6 separate regions of the Mus musculus genome follow, and regions 1, 3, 4, 5 and 6 are each linked to region 2. Evidence: chromatin contacts called from public HiChIP or PLAC-seq and promoter capture Hi-C data. All regions are on one chromosome and are shown on one strand. The core of a region is the stretch at or near the end of the contact, and the rest is flanking DNA. Distances in the headings are between cores, read along the strand shown. Region 1 holds the start of Tie1 (tyrosine kinase with immunoglobulin-like and EGF-like domains 1). Region 2 holds the start of Zfp691 (zinc finger protein 691). Region 3 holds the start of Tmem125 (transmembrane protein 125). Region 4 overlaps Cfap57 (cilia and flagella associated protein 57). Region 5 overlaps Cfap57 (cilia and flagella associated protein 57). Region 6 holds the start of Kdm4a (lysine (K)-specific demethylase 4A).

What was found. Promoter capture Hi-C pulls out the DNA fragments that hold promoters and counts their contacts. HiChIP or PLAC-seq counts read pairs in DNA pulled down with a chosen protein or histone mark.
Region 1: a promoter capture Hi-C map of hippocampal neurons shows a contact between it and region 2, with 5 times the contacts expected there. The contact joins the promoter of Tie1 here to the promoter of Zfp691 in region 2. A contact is called at or near these places in 9 of 39 promoter capture datasets (the 3T3-L1 cell line, 3T3-L1-derived adipocytes, the HPC-7 cell line and 4 more).
Region 3: a contact with region 2 is called in an H3K27ac HiChIP or PLAC-seq map of extraembryonic endoderm stem cells, with 4 times the contacts expected there. The contact joins the promoter of Tmem125 here to the promoter of Zfp691 in region 2. A contact is called at or near these places in 4 of 39 promoter capture datasets (embryonic stem cells, hippocampal neurons, liver and 1 more), 2 of 115 datasets of contacts at active chromatin or transcription factors (embryonic stem cells and extraembryonic endoderm stem cells) and 1 of 9 other capture datasets (embryonic stem cells).
Region 4: a contact with region 2 is called in a promoter capture Hi-C map of the HPC-7 cell line, with 2.7 times the contacts expected there. The contact joins the enhancer-like site here to the promoter of Zfp691 in region 2. A contact is called at or near these places in 8 of 39 promoter capture datasets (the 3T3-L1 cell line, the HPC-7 cell line, cranial neural crest and 4 more), 2 of 15 datasets of contacts at CTCF or cohesin (embryonic stem cells and stem cell-derived epiblast-like cells), 22 of 484 Hi-C or Micro-C datasets (CD4 T cells, the G1E-ER4 cell line, differentiating embryonic stem cells and 2 more), 9 of 115 datasets of contacts at active chromatin or transcription factors (astrocytes, embryonic stem cells, fetal liver and 2 more) and 1 of 9 other capture datasets (macrophages).
Region 5: a contact with region 2 is called in a promoter capture Hi-C map of epiblast stem cells, with 8 times the contacts expected there. The contact joins the enhancer-like site here to the promoter of Zfp691 in region 2. A contact is called at or near these places in 15 of 39 promoter capture datasets (the 3T3-L1 cell line, the C10 cell line, the HPC-7 cell line and 8 more), 4 of 15 datasets of contacts at CTCF or cohesin (the NIH/3T3 cell line, embryonic stem cells, large pre-B cells and 1 more), 5 of 484 Hi-C or Micro-C datasets (the HL-1 cell line, cerebral cortex, embryonic stem cells and 1 more), 7 of 115 datasets of contacts at active chromatin or transcription factors (embryonic forebrain, embryonic stem cells, large pre-B cells and 2 more) and 1 of 9 other capture datasets (embryonic stem cells).
Region 6: a promoter capture Hi-C map of hippocampal neurons shows a contact between it and region 2, with 2.3 times the contacts expected there. The contact joins the promoter of Kdm4a here to the promoter of Zfp691 in region 2. A contact is called at or near these places in 4 of 39 promoter capture datasets (the 3T3-L1 cell line, hippocampal neurons, pre-B cells and 1 more) and 1 of 115 datasets of contacts at active chromatin or transcription factors (astrocytes).

Annotation. Positions count from the first base shown.
Region 1 is chr4:118,488,549-118,491,248 of GRCm38.p6, forward strand. Tie1 (tyrosine kinase with immunoglobulin-like and EGF-like domains 1) reads right to left here and starts at 1,301. Exons shown (of 23, transcript NM_011587.2): 1 at 1,100-1,301. The coding sequence starts at 1,157. It also overlaps the pseudogene Gm12859.
Region 2 is chr4:119,172,905-119,175,604 of GRCm38.p6, forward strand. Zfp691 (zinc finger protein 691) reads right to left here and starts at 1,291. Exons shown (of 2, transcript NM_001145936.1): 1 at 1,234-1,291. Ermap (erythroblast membrane-associated protein) reads right to left here. Exons shown (of 13, transcript NM_013848.3): 13 at 2,553-2,700.
Region 3 is chr4:118,542,313-118,545,051 of GRCm38.p6, forward strand. It overlaps Tmem125 (transmembrane protein 125), which reads right to left and starts at 1,414. Exons shown (of 4, transcript NM_172383.3): 1 at 1,288-1,414; 2 at 1,044-1,187; 3 at 289-448; 4 at 1-59.
Region 4 is chr4:118,602,955-118,605,744 of GRCm38.p6, forward strand. All of the region lies in intron 6 of Cfap57 (cilia and flagella associated protein 57), which reads right to left. Among named protein-coding and RNA genes, the nearest start is that of Cfap57, 16 kb to the right of the region's middle. Within about 2 kb of position 1,302, at least 3 of the 459 cell types and tissues checked have an H3K27ac peak or open chromatin away from gene starts, as enhancers often do. A contact at or near this core is called in the HPC-7 cell line, where this site is marked.
Region 5 is chr4:118,586,289-118,588,988 of GRCm38.p6, forward strand. Cfap57 (cilia and flagella associated protein 57) reads right to left here. Exons shown (of 23, transcript NM_026789.5): 12 at 2,688-2,700. Among named protein-coding and RNA genes, the nearest start is that of Cfap57, 33 kb to the right of the region's middle. Within about 2 kb of position 1,318, at least 12 of the 459 cell types and tissues checked have an H3K27ac peak or open chromatin away from gene starts, as enhancers often do. A contact at or near this core is called in epiblast stem cells, where this site is marked.
Region 6 is chr4:118,178,734-118,181,433 of GRCm38.p6, forward strand. Kdm4a (lysine (K)-specific demethylase 4A) reads right to left here and starts at 1,310. Exons shown (of 22, transcript NM_001161823.1): 1 at 1,160-1,310.

The DNA.
Region 1 (2,700 bases), core at 51-2,550, 680 kb before region 2:
GTGCTTCTCAAAAGCTCTTGATGTCTGCTTCTGTCTGGCCCTCATTCCTGGCCTGTGTTTCCCACCAGACAGAACCACTCAAAGGCAGCCTCTGACTTCTAGTTCTCTGGTCAGCAGACTGAAAGGACCTGCCACCAGCATTCAGAAGCTTCTCCATGCCCTCTGTACACACAGCTCCATTTAAACAACAAACGTATCAACCTTTGGGAGCCCAGCATCATTTAGTTGTCATATGATAGGTTTAGGTGTTGCCATATTCTCAACTAATGGAACATCATTGGTGCTAAATAAATTTTATTATTATTATTATTGTTATTATTTTGAGACTGGGTCTCTCTATGTAGTTCTGGCTGTCCTGGGACTTGCTATGTAGACCAGGCTGGCTTCGAACCTCAGAGATCTACCTGCTTTTGCCTCCTGAGTACTGGAGTTAAAGCCACCATGCTTGTCTGTCCAATGAATTATTGATTAAGCCCAACACAGTTACTCGTGAGGTCCAAGTTGATGGCTGACTTCTGCCCCTACTCACCTCTCCCCCCTCCAGGCAGTGATTCCTAGCACCTGCCTGAGTTTTCCCCACCCTGACCTCATTCTTGGTGGATCAAAATCGTCATGACGCTATGACGACGACGATGATGATGATGATGTCAGTTTCTGCTTGTCCCTGCAATTTTTAAGTTGTGTTAAAATACACATACCCTAGAATCTACCGTTAGAACCACTTGTAAACAGTCAATTCAGTGTTAATAAATGCATTCATAACCTCATGTGAACATCACCACCCATTTCCACAGCTCTTGTTTTTGTTTTTGACGTAAGGTCTCCATAAGTCTTTATGGGGCTAACATGGAGTCCTCTGTGTAGTCTAGGCTGGCCTTCCAAGTGCTGGGATTAAAGAAGTCCACCACCACACCCTAACTGAAATGCTACACTCATTAAACAATAACTCTCTATTTCCCTTCCCCCAACCCATGCTCACCACCATATTGTGAGGTCTATTGCTAGGCTAGGCTAGGGTTTCTTGGGGGTCGGGGGCTGGAATTAAGGCCTTGAAATCAAGAGTCAGGGAGGAGCTCTGCTCACTCCAGGGAAGACTTACCAACATGAGAGGCCAAGAAAAGAGTGGGGAGCAGCAAAGAGGATCCCCACCAGACCATACTCTGGAAGCTGCCCTGGGCCAGCCAAGGCCAGCTGGGCCCGGGGTCAGTTGCTGTGGGTCTGAGTGTTCAGCCTGTCCAGCTCAGTGCACCTCGGTGCTGGGGAGGAAGAGGAAATGATGGTTAGGGTAGGAGGGGTGGCAGGGAGAGAGGGTGGGAAGAGTTGTCGCCTGTAGTCCTCCCGTGTCCAGCCCCCACAAGCCCGGGATGGGTGTGGCCTGGAAGTCTCTGGAAGGGGGGGCATTAGAGGTGGGAGGCAGGTTGTGACAAGGACAGATCTGGGGATGGTTGGGCTCTCTCTCCCATCCCTTCGGTCCCTTCCATCTGCATTGCTGGAGCACGGGAGACAGGAAAGGGAGGAAGCCAGTGGCTTCCGCCTATTGAGAAGGTTTGGAGGCAGGACATTGTTCTGGGGTCTCCCCTCCTCCCAGCACACACACGCTGGGAGGAGGGGAGACACACACACACACACACACACAAATACAAAATGAGGCTCACGTGACTCTTTTTTTTTTCAAAAGTAAACAAGAAACGGTCTCTGTAAGGTTTTAATGCTCAGTTTTCACAAACACAAGTTTCTACCCAATTTTACAACACACGATAAAATGTCCTAGTCTGTAGACTGTGCATTAAGTGTTCACTTCGGTAGCACACACACTAGAATTTGCATTATTCAACTCTTCCTCATATTCTTTTCCAATCTTTTAAAATCACCAGGAGTTTCTACCTAAGTAATATTCTACTGTATTTACATTTGAGTTGCATGTCTTCCGAGATCGGGCGCGTTCAGAGTGGTATAGCCGTAGACGAGTTGCATGTCTTAAGAACAAACGGAAATCCATGATATTTTGGTTAACTCAGTGTATTTACAAAATGAAAAGCTCTATCAAAATACTTTTCACTGGAAAAATAAATAGAACAGGCATTGGATCTACCAAAGTTCATATTCACTTTGGCCGATGTCAGTGTGGGACAGTTCATGACAGCACAATTTACCCTGATTTCCCCAGAGCTGACCAGCTTCCAAGCTAACTGTTAAATTATTTTACTGAGATTTTATTATGTTGTTATCTGGTTCATTCCAGATCATTGTCAGCCAGGCTCTGAGCACTTACAGTTCTCTGACTAACGGTCGGAAGCTTGGTCAGGAGCATCTGGAACACTGGTGGTGGAAGAGTCTGCTGGAACACTTGCAGCAGCTGCGGAGGCAGCAATGGCATTTGTCAGGTGGTCCACACCCTTCTCGTAGTCACCTTGTGCTAATAACCCTTCACCAAGCTGTGTCTCTTCAAGGAAGAATTTCTGAACTGCTTCAGCGTCTTTTAAATCAGGAAACTTGGTGTATTAGTCAGGGTTCTCTAGAGTCACAGAACTTACGGACAGTCTCTAGATAGTAAAGGAATTTATTGATGACTTACAGTTGGCAGCCCAATTCCCAACAATGATTCAGTCGCAGCTGTGAATGGAAGTCCAAGGATCTAGCAGTTACTCAGTCTCACGCAGCAAGCAGGCAAAGGAACAAGAGCAAGAGCTAGACTCCCTT
Region 2 (2,700 bases), core at 41-2,540:
GTCCTACAGAGCACTCGACCTAGGGCTAAGCGGTCCAATGCACCATCTCAATTCATTTTTACAGCACCTCTGCCTCCCGAGTGCTGGGGTTGAAGGCATGAGCCGCTACATCTAGCTCAACTATTAATTTCTCATACTTACTTTAGAAATGATGAAACTGAAACTCTGAGAAATCAAGTCACGTGCCTAAGAGCACACAGTAGGTGGCAAAACTGAAGCCCAAGTTGATTCCTCCAAAGCTGAGGTTTTTAACCATTCCACCAGGACTGGAGGTAGAGACGGTGCTACGGCACTTAGGAAATGAGAAGGCACCTCTCTGAAGAGGGCAGGGAGGGAGCTTCACTGAAGAGGTGAAATTTAAACTATGACTTGCAAAATAGACAGATGAGCAGGACCAAGGCTGGCAGAGACGGAGAGTCCATCCCTGACTGAAAAGGCAGTGTGGAAATAACACAAAGTCACCTTGCATTACAAAGATCGGAGGGAGAAGAGACCTAGTGCATGTGGGGTTTTCTTCCTCGGAGCTCAGCAGCACAGAGTCGCCAGCAAGAGTGCGGAGGAGGGATGAGTTCTAAGAACAAGGCAAGAAGATGAGGCTTGGTGATCACAGACGATGAAGGACAAGAGCCTGGATTAGAAGGAAGAGACCAAGCTGGGGTCCGAAAGATTAAAGTTCTAGATCCGGGTTCGAGTCAAGGGTACCGGGAGTAACTTGGAAGGACCGGGGACAGAGTGTGAAAAATTAAGGAAGCACTCACCGGAGCTACATAGCGATTCAGAGACGGATCATCAAAGGAGCCAAAGAATCTGAGGTGGCCTGGGAGAGGGGACAAAGGCTGCAGCAGTGTCCAAAGAGCCTAGTTAAGTGGGGAAGGAGGATAAAGCTGGAGGAGTCAGCTGGGAAAGCTGAAGGACGAGAGTTGGGTTCAGAGATGTCCATGAGGTTGGGACTGGAGCTGGAAGAGTACAAGGGGCGACTCTAAAGACACGGTGTGTGGGAGGGGCATGGAGTGGTCCAAGGCCAACAGTAAGGCAGGGAGGGTAGTAAGACTGGGTCATCCGAGGACTGGGGACGTGATCGCAGCGGAGGGACACACGGTACCCGGCGGCCTTTGGGACTCGCAAAACAGCAACTTCCCAAACATCAGCCTTCAAGGCCTTCGCAAGAGCGAAGGGGCCAGGCTCGAAGCGCCCCGTGCCTCGCGTTCGCCTCCCCCATAACCCCCACGTCACCTCTACACAGCCGCGACCCACTTCACTCCCGCGGCTCGGTCAGGGACAGCGGCGCCTCGGTGGGCGGGGGAAGGAGCCGGAGCCGGAACCCAGAGAGGATCCGCCTTCACAGCGTTCGGATTGGATCCTGGGAACGTTCTTCCTCTCTATTGGCTATACTAACTGTCACACTGCACAAGACCTAGTAGGACGGCCAATAAACATTGGTTTAGTGCGCGGCATGCTGGGAGTTGTAGTTCGGAGGTTTGCTTCGCTGAAAACATTTGCCCAGTTCAGAACTCAGCGGTGAAGCTGTCATCACTTCTAAGGTCATCAGGTTTCTTTTCTTTTTGTCTTTTGAAGCGGTGGCCCTCGATAGAAACCTCGCAGTTCATTTAAAGTTTATAGTTTAAAATTAAAAGGACATGTACCAGGAAAGGAATTTAAAAATAAAGTAGTTCGATCTCTTTGTCCGAGAAGCTAAGTGTCCTCTCCCAAGGAATGACCTCCAGCCAGGTCGGCCAGTGGCCCAACGTAGGTTTTGGTTTTTTTTTTCTGTGTCCTATGTGATCCTGTTAACCCAAAAGTCTCGCATCAATCTGGATATAATAGACCAGTAAGTTATCCAGAGATGGTTTTTGTTTGGTTGGCTGGTTGTTGTTTTTCCCAGATTTTATTTTGAAGAACAATAAAGATTAAGAACTTGAAAGATAAAGAGGATAAAGAAAGTTGATGTGTAAGCTAACTACGAGCTTTTCCTGTTTGTGTGGTCTTTCAATGGTTGTCTTTGTAGCTGGTAAAGCTTTAGAGCTAGTGATGACCCGGTGATTAAGAACACTTACAGCTCTTTCAGGGGACCTGGATTCCCAGCGCCCACATCAGGTAGTTTATAACCACCTGTAACTCCAGATCCAAGGGATCCAATGCCCAATTCTGGACAATTTGAGAACCTGCACACAAGAACACACACTCACACACACACACACACACACACACACACAAAATCAGGAAAGAAAAAAGAGAGGGTCAAGTTTTATAATCCCACCTCTCTCCTCTATAAAATTCCTAGCACAACTATTGTAAGGATATAAGGACTGAGTGGATAGACAGACAGTCAGACAAATAGGCAGACACACAGACAAACATTTCCTGCTTCTACAAATAGCTCTATTCTCTATTGGTAAATTCTCTCAATAGGTAAGACTAGCATGAGTTAGTTAGCCAATAGGATTGGCTACTCAAGCAATTATGTTTGGAGCTGAGGATGTGTGTGACGTGTAAGTATCTATTACACACTATTAGTTTATAAATTGATAAAAATAAAACATCAAAAGTCAGACTCAGGAGTAAAACTGGGTTTATTATGAATGATGTCTAAAGTTTGCTTGAATTGTGGCTGAGCTATTCAGAAACCAACCCCGTAATGTGTTTTCTCCACAGCCTCTTTCATAATGAAGACAACATACCAAGCAATAAGTATTAAAGGGT
Region 3 (2,739 bases), core at 164-2,663, 630 kb before region 2:
CTGGTTGCCAGCGAGAAGCCCAGTCTCCTCTTCTTAGTCCAGGCTATGGTTACCCTCACCTGCAGGACAGGATCACAAGTTATTTCCCACCCATCTGGCCCTATAGCCTCATCTGGGAGTCTCAGGGAAGGGCCCCAAGAATCTTCCCCGGGGTCCTCAGGACCTATTCCCAAGAGCTACAACCCTAGCACTGCACCTTGCCAAAGCACCTCCCCTGACCCCAACAGAGTTCCCTCCACCACAGAGCTCCCCTTCCCCTTCAGAGAATCCCCTTGCCCAGCTCCTGACCTCTCACACAGGCTGTCTCGGTGGCCTGTTCCATCCAGGCTGTCGGAGGAAGCTGGTGGTGCCACAGTGGATGACAGGACAAACTGTCAGAGATAATGCCTCATTCAGGATCAGACTCACATGGCCTCAGCTGTCACTGCTGGGTCCTGGGTGGGGGAAGCTATGGGAAAGGGAGGCTGGTGACTTAACCCTTCTGGAACCAGCAGGCTGAGCCTGACCCTTCTCTCATAGGGCTGTACCCTTCCTTCTCTGTGGGTCAGGATCTGACCCCTAACACCGTTCTTCCTCTAGTTCCACCCTATCTCCGTCAGGCAAAAGAAGACGCATGCTCCAAGTCTCTCCTTCCAGTGCTGGTCGTCTCTGATGCAACAGGGCCCAACCCAAATTCCTCATCTTACCCTGAACCTGTTCCTCCTGTGTTCCTTTCTCAAGATGCTGTTACCACCCACCCTCCCTCTCGGCCCACTCCGGGGGCTCCTCAGCGCCTTCTGCTTTTGCCAATCCATGGCCCCAGGGGCTGTCTCTTGCCTCTAAACATATCTCTATCCAGTCCTGTTCTCGGCGCTCATCCAGAACCTGCCTGCTCCCCACGGGTCCATCCCCTGCTAAACGGCTCCACGTGTTCTCTAAGGCAGCAAAAGGAGGACTCAGGATTTGAACCGCAGCCTAGTCCTTCCCATCGTGGGAATGTGGGGAGGGATCTAACAGTGTTACTCATTTAACCTGTTCCCTACAAGACAGGCGGCATGACTCACATCAGGTAAAAATAAAGCTAGCACTGCCGGCAAGGAACCCAACTTCCGGCAGCAGGAGAGACCGATCCTGTAGGTGTCAGCTGCGAGTCCAGGAGGGACGGGAGTGGGGCAGGGAAGCCCCAGCTCACCTCTTAGAGGCTTTTTCTGAAAAGTGAGGACAGAGAAGTTAATTCTGAGGAGTGGGAGAAGTCATCTAACATACTCCTTTTAGACTTCCCACGGGGCAAAGGAGCTCAAAACATACTTTTTTGAGCCAGAGAGACTCGGGGTGAATCAGAACCCACATGGACCACACTGCCGAGACCACGTTTTTACTCCAACGAGACAGAGTAGGGGACCGCTCTGCCCTTTGCAGAGAGGTTGCCTGGCACGCAAGGTGGGTGGGGTAAATGCCCACGCCCCAAGGGTGGTTGGGGGAGGGACCGTGGGCGGAGTCTGTCCCAGCATTCCTCAGGACTGTGGCTTGCTCATCTGAAGGTGCTGACACCGTCTATTGGGGAACGACCCCAGCGTGGGTGGAGGTTCCCGGTAGTAGAACCCGTGAAAAAGGTGGGGGTGGGGCGTATGGGGCACTCACGGGACGCCTGGCTGTGCTGAATCCGATTTGAGCAGGCAGGACCCAGCAGGTTGGGCGCTCTAGGTCTGTTTCCGGGGAGACGCTTCACCTGCCTAACCTGCACCCAGGTGAGCTGGAAGGAGGGGGGGATTAACAGGTGCTGTTTCCAGGGCAGGGCCTGAGCCAATTGGCTGACGTGGCCCTGCGACTTCAGTGGGGCTGAGACATTCCTGGGAAGGGAGGGGCTTCTGTCCGCTGCTGGTAGGTCTGAAACACAATATGCAGATTGGGTCAGCAGGAGGAAAGAATGCTGGCCCTCTGCCCCAGTCTGAGCCCTAGCCCACCCCACAACTCCAACTTAATTTTACCTTCAGCCCCTCCCCGAAGATCTACAGCCAGGCCTGCAATCTTTGCACCCTGAGAGGCTGAGGCAGGAGGAGAGCCAGTAGGAGGTTCCAACTGGCCTGAAACCTCCTCATTCCAGCTGATTCTGGACTTTAGTTCTGAATCCCACTGTATCCTCAGCCCCAGCGTCCAGCATCAGCGATACCCCAAACCTAGCTCCAGCTCTGTCTTAGGCTTTCCCCCAATAAGCCCTTTGTTTATTTTCCTTGAGGCCTCAAGTGAGTGGCAGGATTAGCCTGCCCCATGAGTGGGTAGAGGCCTTTCAGGTAGACAGCTGGAGCTGGACAGTTGGATAAGTTTCACAACTCTTGACAAGGCAAAAGAAGCCCTTGCCCTTCAGCTGGACTGTCCCCCACCTACCTCCGGCCTCTCTCTGGCCGAGTCTGGCCAACTTGAATCATTGAGCTGAAATGCCTTGGCTGATCTGGCTGATCCGACTGCACTCACGACCCGTGTTTCTTCCATATTCATTCGCAACAGATCTTTAGTTAGTTAGCTTTCACCCCTGACCCAGAGGTGTATCCCCAGCCACTGCAGGGATAAGTACTAGTTTACTAACCACCATGACCTCAGCAGCCAGCGGTAGCCTGTACGCGTAGGGTAATCGATAAATGTTTGTTGAGTGGCTGGCTAAATAAAAGTGTGAACTGACTGACGGTGTGACTATTTTGACCTTTGAGCTTTTGGGATGAAACCAGAAGGACAAGTTGGGCCCAGGCTGTGTGGTCCTGGAGG
Region 4 (2,790 bases), core at 52-2,551, 570 kb before region 2:
CAGTAATAGCAGTAAATGGGAGTGGCCGGTGAGCAAGACCCAGGCTAGGAGCATGCTCAGTGGTGGAGCATGTGTGAAGACCTGGGTCCAGTCCCTACCAGCTTCAAACCTAAACAGATGTAAAAGTCCTGATCTCGAGCTTTGTATGGGAAGTTGTGGAGAGCCTTGCCGTGAGCAATCGCCATTATAAGATGGCGCTGGCTTCCACTGCGCCTAACTAGTAAACAAGTCTTATGCGCAAGTGCAAGAGTGAATTCATGCCTAGTCACTGCCCATCTCAGGGCGTAGTAATGGGGTGATGGGTGAGCAACTAATCAGGTGCTGTCTCGCCACATCAGGTGCTGAAACGTCACGCTGCGGGCTATATAAGTAGCGCCATTTTCTGGGTTAGGGGTCTTCCTGAGAAGTAAGCAATAAAAGCTTTGCCGTAGAAGGATCCGGTTGTCCAAGTGAATTCTTGCCGGCGAGATACTAGCTCGAGCGAGAGGAAGTATATTTTAGAATGAAAGCGCAAAGGTATTGGAAAGGATTTAAAAAGATGAATCATGCAAACAGAAACCACGGGAATGCTGGACTCACCACAGTAATATCAGACAAAATAGATTTCAAAACAGAATACCAGTAGGCACAGCGCTGCATCTTATGACGATGAAAGGGTCAATCCATCAGGGAGGTGGCATGTTATAAACACATGCGTGTTTAACAGCACAGCACCAAGGCATGATGTAAAAAAACTTCCCTGGGGGTGGGGGTGGCAGAGGGGGCAGGCGACAGGTACTTCAACTCCAAGAGCTGAAGATTTCAACAGCCTACTTCCCATACAGGTTAAGACAAACAGAAGGTAACAAGAAGTTGAAGACGTGAACATCGACAGATAGGCAGTCAGACAGACATACATCAGTTGAACATCCAACCCAGAAATAGCAGATTGATTAAGACTCCAGAAACAAACCCAGGTGCCGACGGAGTTTGCCCAAGGTGTTAAGACTTTAAGACCATCTAAACAGAGGCAGAATAGTCCTTTGACAAACAGTGCCAGTTTAATTGCACATCTACATGTGCAAGGATACAGCTTAGTCCTGTTTTAGGGTTTCTATTGCTGTGAGGAGATGCCACGACACAGAAACTCTTGTAAAGGAAAAGAACTTAATTGGGGCTGCCTTAGTTCAGAAGTTTACACTGACCTCATGACAGGAAGCTGGGCAGCATGCAGGCAGACACGGGGCTGGAGAGGTAGCTGAGCAGTCTACATCTGGATCGGCAGGCAGCAGGAAGAACGAGTGACACTGGGCCTGGCTTCTGGAAACCCAAGCCCACCCACAGTGACTCACTTCCTCCAATAAGGCCACACATACTCCACCAAGGCCACACCTCCTGATATAGTGCCATTCTCTGTGAGCCTTTGGGGGCCATTTTTATTTGAGCCACCCCAGGTCCCACACTCCATGTCACACACACAAACTCAAAATGGATCAGAAGAATTAAATCTAAGAGCTAATACTATAAAACTCTTAAGCACAGGGTTAAATTTTCATTGCCCGAAGCTGTGGTGATGGATCCTTAAACATATGCTAATAAGGACAACGTCTAGAAGAGAAGTAGAGCAGTTGGACTTCATCAGAATAGGAGCTCTTAGGAACTACCACGAAAGTGAGAGGATTCTAGATATGATGGTGCACACCAAAAACTTGGTGCACTTGGGAGGCTGAGGCATGGGTCCACAGTCATGTCTATGATGCACAACTTGTAGAGTCCAATAGTAAAAAGACAGCACAGGATTAAGAGATATATTGGATATAGATAGATCTGACTGGAATTTCTTCCAAGAAGATGGACAGATGGGGAAAAAGCACCTGAAGAGATGCTGGTATGATGGCCATCAGGGAAATATAAATTGAAACCATGATGGTGAGATACCACTGTGCAACTTCTGAGATGGCTGTAATCAAAAAGTCAGATCATCACAAGTGTCCGTAAGGATAAAGAGAAGCCTGAACCCTCACAATACCGCCTCTTGGAACTTAACCACTTTCTCAAATGCCCAACATGGAGTTACCAAGTGTGGTGGTTTGAAAGAAAATGGTCTCCATAGGCCTACTGGGAATGGCACTATTAGGGGGTGTGTCCTTGGAGTGAGTGGGTGTAGCCTTGTTGGAGGAGGTGTATGACTAAGGGGTGGGTTTTGAGGGCTCAGAAATTCAAATCAGTTCCCTTCCTGCTGTCTGTGGATCAAGATGTAGAACTCTCAGCTCCTTCTCCAGCACCATGTCTGCTGTACACTGCCATGCTTCCTGCCATGTTGATAATGGACTAAACCTCTGAACTGTAAGCCAGACCCTGTGAAATTCTTTCCTTTACTAGAGTTGCGGTATCTCTTCACAGCAATAAAACCCTAATGAAGACATCAGGTAACCCAGCATTTCCACTATTAGGAAGAGAGATAAAAATCTATGCCCAAACAAAAACTGGTATTGAAATGTTCACAGCAATTATATTCATAAAATAAAAAAAATAGAGATAACTTGAATGACCCAAATTGATTTACAGATAAACAAAATGTGGTATATTAGAACAATATACTGGAATATTATTTGGCCATGGAAAGGTTATGAAGTACTGATACATGCTAGAGAGTAGATGAGCCTTTATGATAGCTTGCTATATCAAAGAAGCCAGTCATCAAAGTCCACATATATAAAGTACCCAGAAAAAGCAAATCTATAATCTATGAAATAGATTATCATTTGCTTAGGATTGAGGTGGGAGGGAGCATGAGGGAATGACAGTTAA
Region 5 (2,700 bases), core at 68-2,567, 590 kb before region 2:
GCGCAGTCTGCAGAGCCTCTCGCAGATGAAAGGGACACTGTAGGTGCTGCTAGGTGTTCTGCAGGTGAATATGCGGCCCCATGGCCTGTGTTGGACCAGGGAGATATTTACTGTTGCAAGTGGTCCAGTTTTGGATGTGGGACATTCAAGGTGCTTGCTTGTTCATTGGCCTTCTGTATTCTGTCGCTACGTTGCTGCAGAGAATCTTTCCATGGTAGGAATCTGTCGTGATACTTTCTAACTTAAGGTCTGTCTGCCTGTGCTCCTTCCAAACCACTTCCAAGCCCTCTGTGGTCTCGGATTTTCTCCAGCTCTCTTCTCCGCAACAGATTCTACTTACAGATGCTAGGCCCATCTTCCTGGAGGACCCCGCCCCCCTTTTCCCCCTGCACACACTGCTGGCTGGATATGGAAGGCCGTTGGTTCTGGTAGTGCTGTGCAGAGCTTGCTTTGTCCGATACATCCTGGCCTGGGGTGGTGTCCTCCTCCTGTGTTCCCATGGCAGTGTTCTCTTGGAACACCACCTCAGCTTGCATCCCTGTTTGCTTCCCCCTGGCTCTCCTCCCAGGCTACAGGCATGGGGACCCTTTTATCTCTGAAGCTCCAGTGTTGGTGGCCTGTCAGGCATTTGGAAGTCGCTTCTGTTGCCAGCACGTGGACTTGTATATCCAAATGACTGAGTGGACTTGTATATCCAAATGACTGAGTGGACTTGTATATCCAAATGACTGAGTGACTGAATAGACTTGTATATCCAAATGACTGAGTGGACTTGTATATCCAAATGACTGAGTGAGCGAGTAAGTTCCTGGCTGAGAGACAGTTACATGGAATATCAGGGTATAAAGAGACAGGGAGCTGGAACTGGGGAGAATGTGGAGTGTTACCCAAGGGAGGTAGAGAGAGGAGGCAGAGAGGGAGCTGGGGAGAGGTTTGCAGAGAATCATCCTGATGGTTGTGGGAGAGGGAGGGAGGCTCAGGAAGTGGGACACATACACACAGACTACACAGACACAGACACACACAGACACATACACACTATTTCCACTGTGGTAGTGGCAGTGCTGTCAGGCCTGGCTGTGGTCAGGGGTCAGGGGTCAGAGTCAGTGGAGACACTGTTAGACCTTGAGCTTATCCTTGCATCTCCTATTTGGCGCCTCTACCCTCTGGGAATAACAAGAAGAAAACAGGGGAGAGCAGCCATGTTTGCCACAGGGAGGCTCCTCCCTCCTCCTCCTTTGCCTTTCATAGAGAATGTTCCAGGGCTCTCTGGAAGGGCTGTCCAAGGAACACCAGGGCCCTCCATCCTGCTGTGCCTCTGCATGCTGTCCTGGCAGTTTTATTGTCTCTCCTCCCAGGGCTGTGAGCTTCCTGATCAGAGGCGTCAGGTCTGACTTTTCCAAACACTCACGCTGGGAGCCTAGCCAACTGCAGGGGGCTTGCTCAGCTACTCAGACTCTCATCCCAAGTGGCAGTGACTATGTAGCTCTGGGATTCTCTGAGAGCCAGACATTCAGTCATGAGCTGTGCCCGGGGCTTTGCACTCAGATTTCAGCCAAATATTTACTGTGTTGAACTTGCTGTATGCACAGGAGAGAGGTTGTCCTGGAATAGTGACCAAGAGCCGTCTCCAGATTCAATCTGGAATCTAATGATGGTTCAATATTCACCAGCACAGGGGGTTCCAGCATGAAAACTCTTTGACTGAGGTTGATCAATACCCCCTGAGCCATGGGGGAGAGCAACAGTGTCTTTTCCACAGAGGCATTCGGAGGTTTCAAGGAGAGATATTATGTCACTGGTACTGTGCCTGCTGCGTGGCAAACACTCTTTTCCTTCTTCCCTTCCTTTCCTTCTTTCTTATTCTGAGACAAGGTCTTACTCGGTAGTCCATGCTGTCTCAGACTCATGGTCCTCCTGTCTTGGCCACCTGTGTGCTGGGATTACAGATGTGAGCTGCTATGCCCCTTTGTGTGCATACACTTACAAATGTGAGTGCTGACGTTGTGTGTGTGTGTGTGTGTGTGTGTGTGTGTAGGTGTGGGGTCCAGAGATTGATGCTGGGTGTCTTCATCAGTTGCTCTAGACATTGTTTTCTGAGACAAGGCCTCTTGTTGGACCTGAGACTCATCAGCTCAGTCAGGTTGTCTTGCCAGTGAGCTCCAGGGTCCTCTGGTCTCTTCTACCCCTAGCACTGGGGTTTCGTACACAGACCTTTGCGCCCAGCTGGGTGCTGGGATCCAAACTCATGCCTGACTGATCCATCTCCTTATTCCCCATCCCACCCCAGTCACGTATTTGAAAATGAAGGCCCACTTGCACTGGAGATCATTACACTTGACAGATATGACCTGGGCATGTGGTTTGCCAGTTTAATCTTATGAATGTGTACTGCTTATCTTTAAAGTCCCTAGCCCTGGTTTCTGCTCTTACACTGTAGGAATGGTGGATCACAGGACTGGCACACAGGATGATCATGGGGCAGAGAGACAGGCAGTGTGAGGGTGGAGGCCGTCAGGTGGCAGCAAGCAGGACAGCTTGTTGTTGTGAATGGAGTTGTGAAGGGAGCTGTGATAGTCTGTACCAAGGATGGGGATAGCCAGACCTTCCGAGGACCTTCGATCCTGAGCCCTGAGTGCAGTCTGCCAAGGAATTCTGCGTTCCTCCTCATTCTCCCCACTTCTTACCTTCTCTTCCATG
Region 6 (2,700 bases), core at 60-2,559, 990 kb before region 2:
GATTTCTGGCTAGGCATTTTTCATTAACTTTGCATAAAAGATATACTGTTATCCCTGCTTTACATACCAGGAAATGTATCCAAAGTGCCCCCTCTAAAGCATCTTCTACCACTTTCTGCTACCTCAGCTCTAATACTTACATGAACTAAGACTTCTCTGAAAGTGTGGAGGAACTTGAAGCCTATTCAATTTAGGAGACTTTTCCTTTTAAAAGGAAATTTTCAATATATTCTACTTTTGAAATTTTTACAAAAAGGTATCATAAATATCAGACTGGGGCTCCTCCCCTGGGCTTCAAAGGTGGTCACAATGTTGCTTCATCTGCCTCTAGCTCTGTTTATCTTTGTGTGTCCAGAAGCTAGAACAATGCTCGCCACAAAGTAGGCACTCAGTAACTGCTGAATAACTCATATCCTCTGCTCACTTTAGCGGATCATCCCATTACTTTAACTCTAGGGTTCCATTCCCGCGATCTATTCCCTTGGGGAAATCTGGTCTGGGGCACCTTCCCGTCCGCCTTCAGCAACAAAGCAAAGAGTACCGGGAGCTAAACCTTCGGCTCTAGAGTGAAAACTCTGAATACCGGTCTGATCTCTGTCACTTTTTAACACCTTGGCTGTGTGAATGGACTGGATGAGTCTCAGTTTCTCCACCTGCAAAATGGGGACCCCAAACCCCTGCCTTGATGGATCGTATGATTAACTTAGATGATGCAAGCGAGCCCTAAACGCTAGGCCCGGTAAGCACTCCATAAAGGCAGCTGTTGCTAACAGTGACCTGAAACTCCCGCACTCTCCGCCCCCGCAGCCACCCCCGCGGCATCCCTCCAAAGGCAGCCCGGTTCCCAGTGTCCCCACACACCACTTACAGACACTGCCCCTCCCGGCCCCACCGCCTAGGCGAGGGAGGCCCGGCCGCAGGAAGAAGAAAATAAGGCCCAGTGGGCCCGCCCCCCTCTCCCGACGCCCATTGGCCACTAGAGATTGGAAAGAACCAATCGCAAAACTTATTTTAGAAGCTCCTTTCTCTATTGCTCAAACCCCATGTCGATCACAGAGCACAGAAAGACCCACCTCACCACCCTCCCCCACTGGAGCTCACGGCCAAGGGTTTTGGCAGCATCAACCCCTTGGGGAATCCAAAACCCGATGGCTCTCACCTGGAGCCTAAAGCCCTAGCAGGGCTCAGGCCCGATTGCTGTTGTCGCCACTCGCCGATCCCACTGTCTTTCTTGAGGGCGAAAGACAGAGCTCCGCCTCCTTTAAAGTCTGACTCTGCGCAGCCTCACAGAGCCCATAGTCAACCAACCCAAGAATGGCTTTAGGTCCTCAGCTAACCAATGAACACTCACTACACCGACTCGGCGTCTGGAACTACGAGTCCGCTTAGCCTATGAGCGTCGTCTCGAGCTGTTGCCAGGAGAAAACGCTGAGCCTCCGGGGACTGGGGCCACTGAGCATCAGGGCTGGATCCAGAGTTAGCCTATCAGAGGCTGACTCAGATCTCCATAGTTAAGCTGGGTAGAAAGAAGCGAATACCCTGAAATGGGCTAGCCGGTTATGGGGAAGGGCGAGCAGGTGGTTATAGGATGTTTCTAGCGAAAGGATAAGCCTAATTTTCTTGGAGTAACTCCTTTGCCTAAGATATAAAGGCGATGGAAGACCTCCGGGAAAGTTTCTAAAGTCAAGGAGTTCAGAGAACGTGACCAGCATGTCCAAGTTTGCCCAGTACTCTCAGTTTGACTCTCTTCTCTAAGAAGCCCCTCGCCTGCTGGCAAGGCGGGTTAGGTAAAGATCTGCTCCAGGAGAAGGAGCCCTGGGGGGTCATTAGGACAGATCCTGAAGGAAGATATCCCTGAGGCTTTTTAAAAGCGGCTCCCCTTGAGCGAAAATTTGGGGTCATTAGCAGCTCTTGGAGCGAACAGGGTGATTCTAAGAATCATTAAAGGCACTTCAGGGGGCCGAACAGGATCCCTAGAAGTCATTAGGAGCAGTTCCTGAGAGGCTGTGAGCAGCCTTAAGGAGTTCCCAGATTGTCAAGGACGATGAAGAAAGAGAGGTTAACACCCTTATAAGTCAAATAAGGAGGAGAACTCACTAGGGCATAAAACATGAGCAAAATTCCCGATAGCACCGGGAAGAAGAGTTGTATTGTGTTTGAACTGCTTTCAAAACCAACCCTTCGGTACAGAGAGATGACTGAGAGGAAAGGCACAAGTCTTATGATCTGAGGTAAGCTGTTGAAGGAGAGAATCAATACAAGTTCACAAGATGTCCTCTGACTTTAGTGGATTGCAGTGTCACCGCCGCCACAAACACACTAAATAAATAGGTTAAAAAAAAAAAAAGTAAGCTGGGCGGTGGTGGCACATGCCTTTAATCCTAGCACTTGGGAGGCAGAGGCAGGCAGATTTCTGAGTTTGAGGCCAGCCTGGTCTACAAAGTGAGTTCCAGGACAGCCAGAGCTATACAGAGAAACCCGGTCTCAAAAAATACCAAAAAAAAAAAAAAAAAAAAGTTTTTAAACAACTTCTCGTCCATGCCTGGATTTTTCAAGGGGAACAAATTCAGGAGAGTTGAGATGGATGGCAAGAGTTTACCAATGTTAACTAAAAGGAGATACTTCATAGAATGCTATGGGTTAAATATCTAGGCACATATCTGATGAAAAGGGTGCTTTAAAAAAAATGAGAGGCCAGCC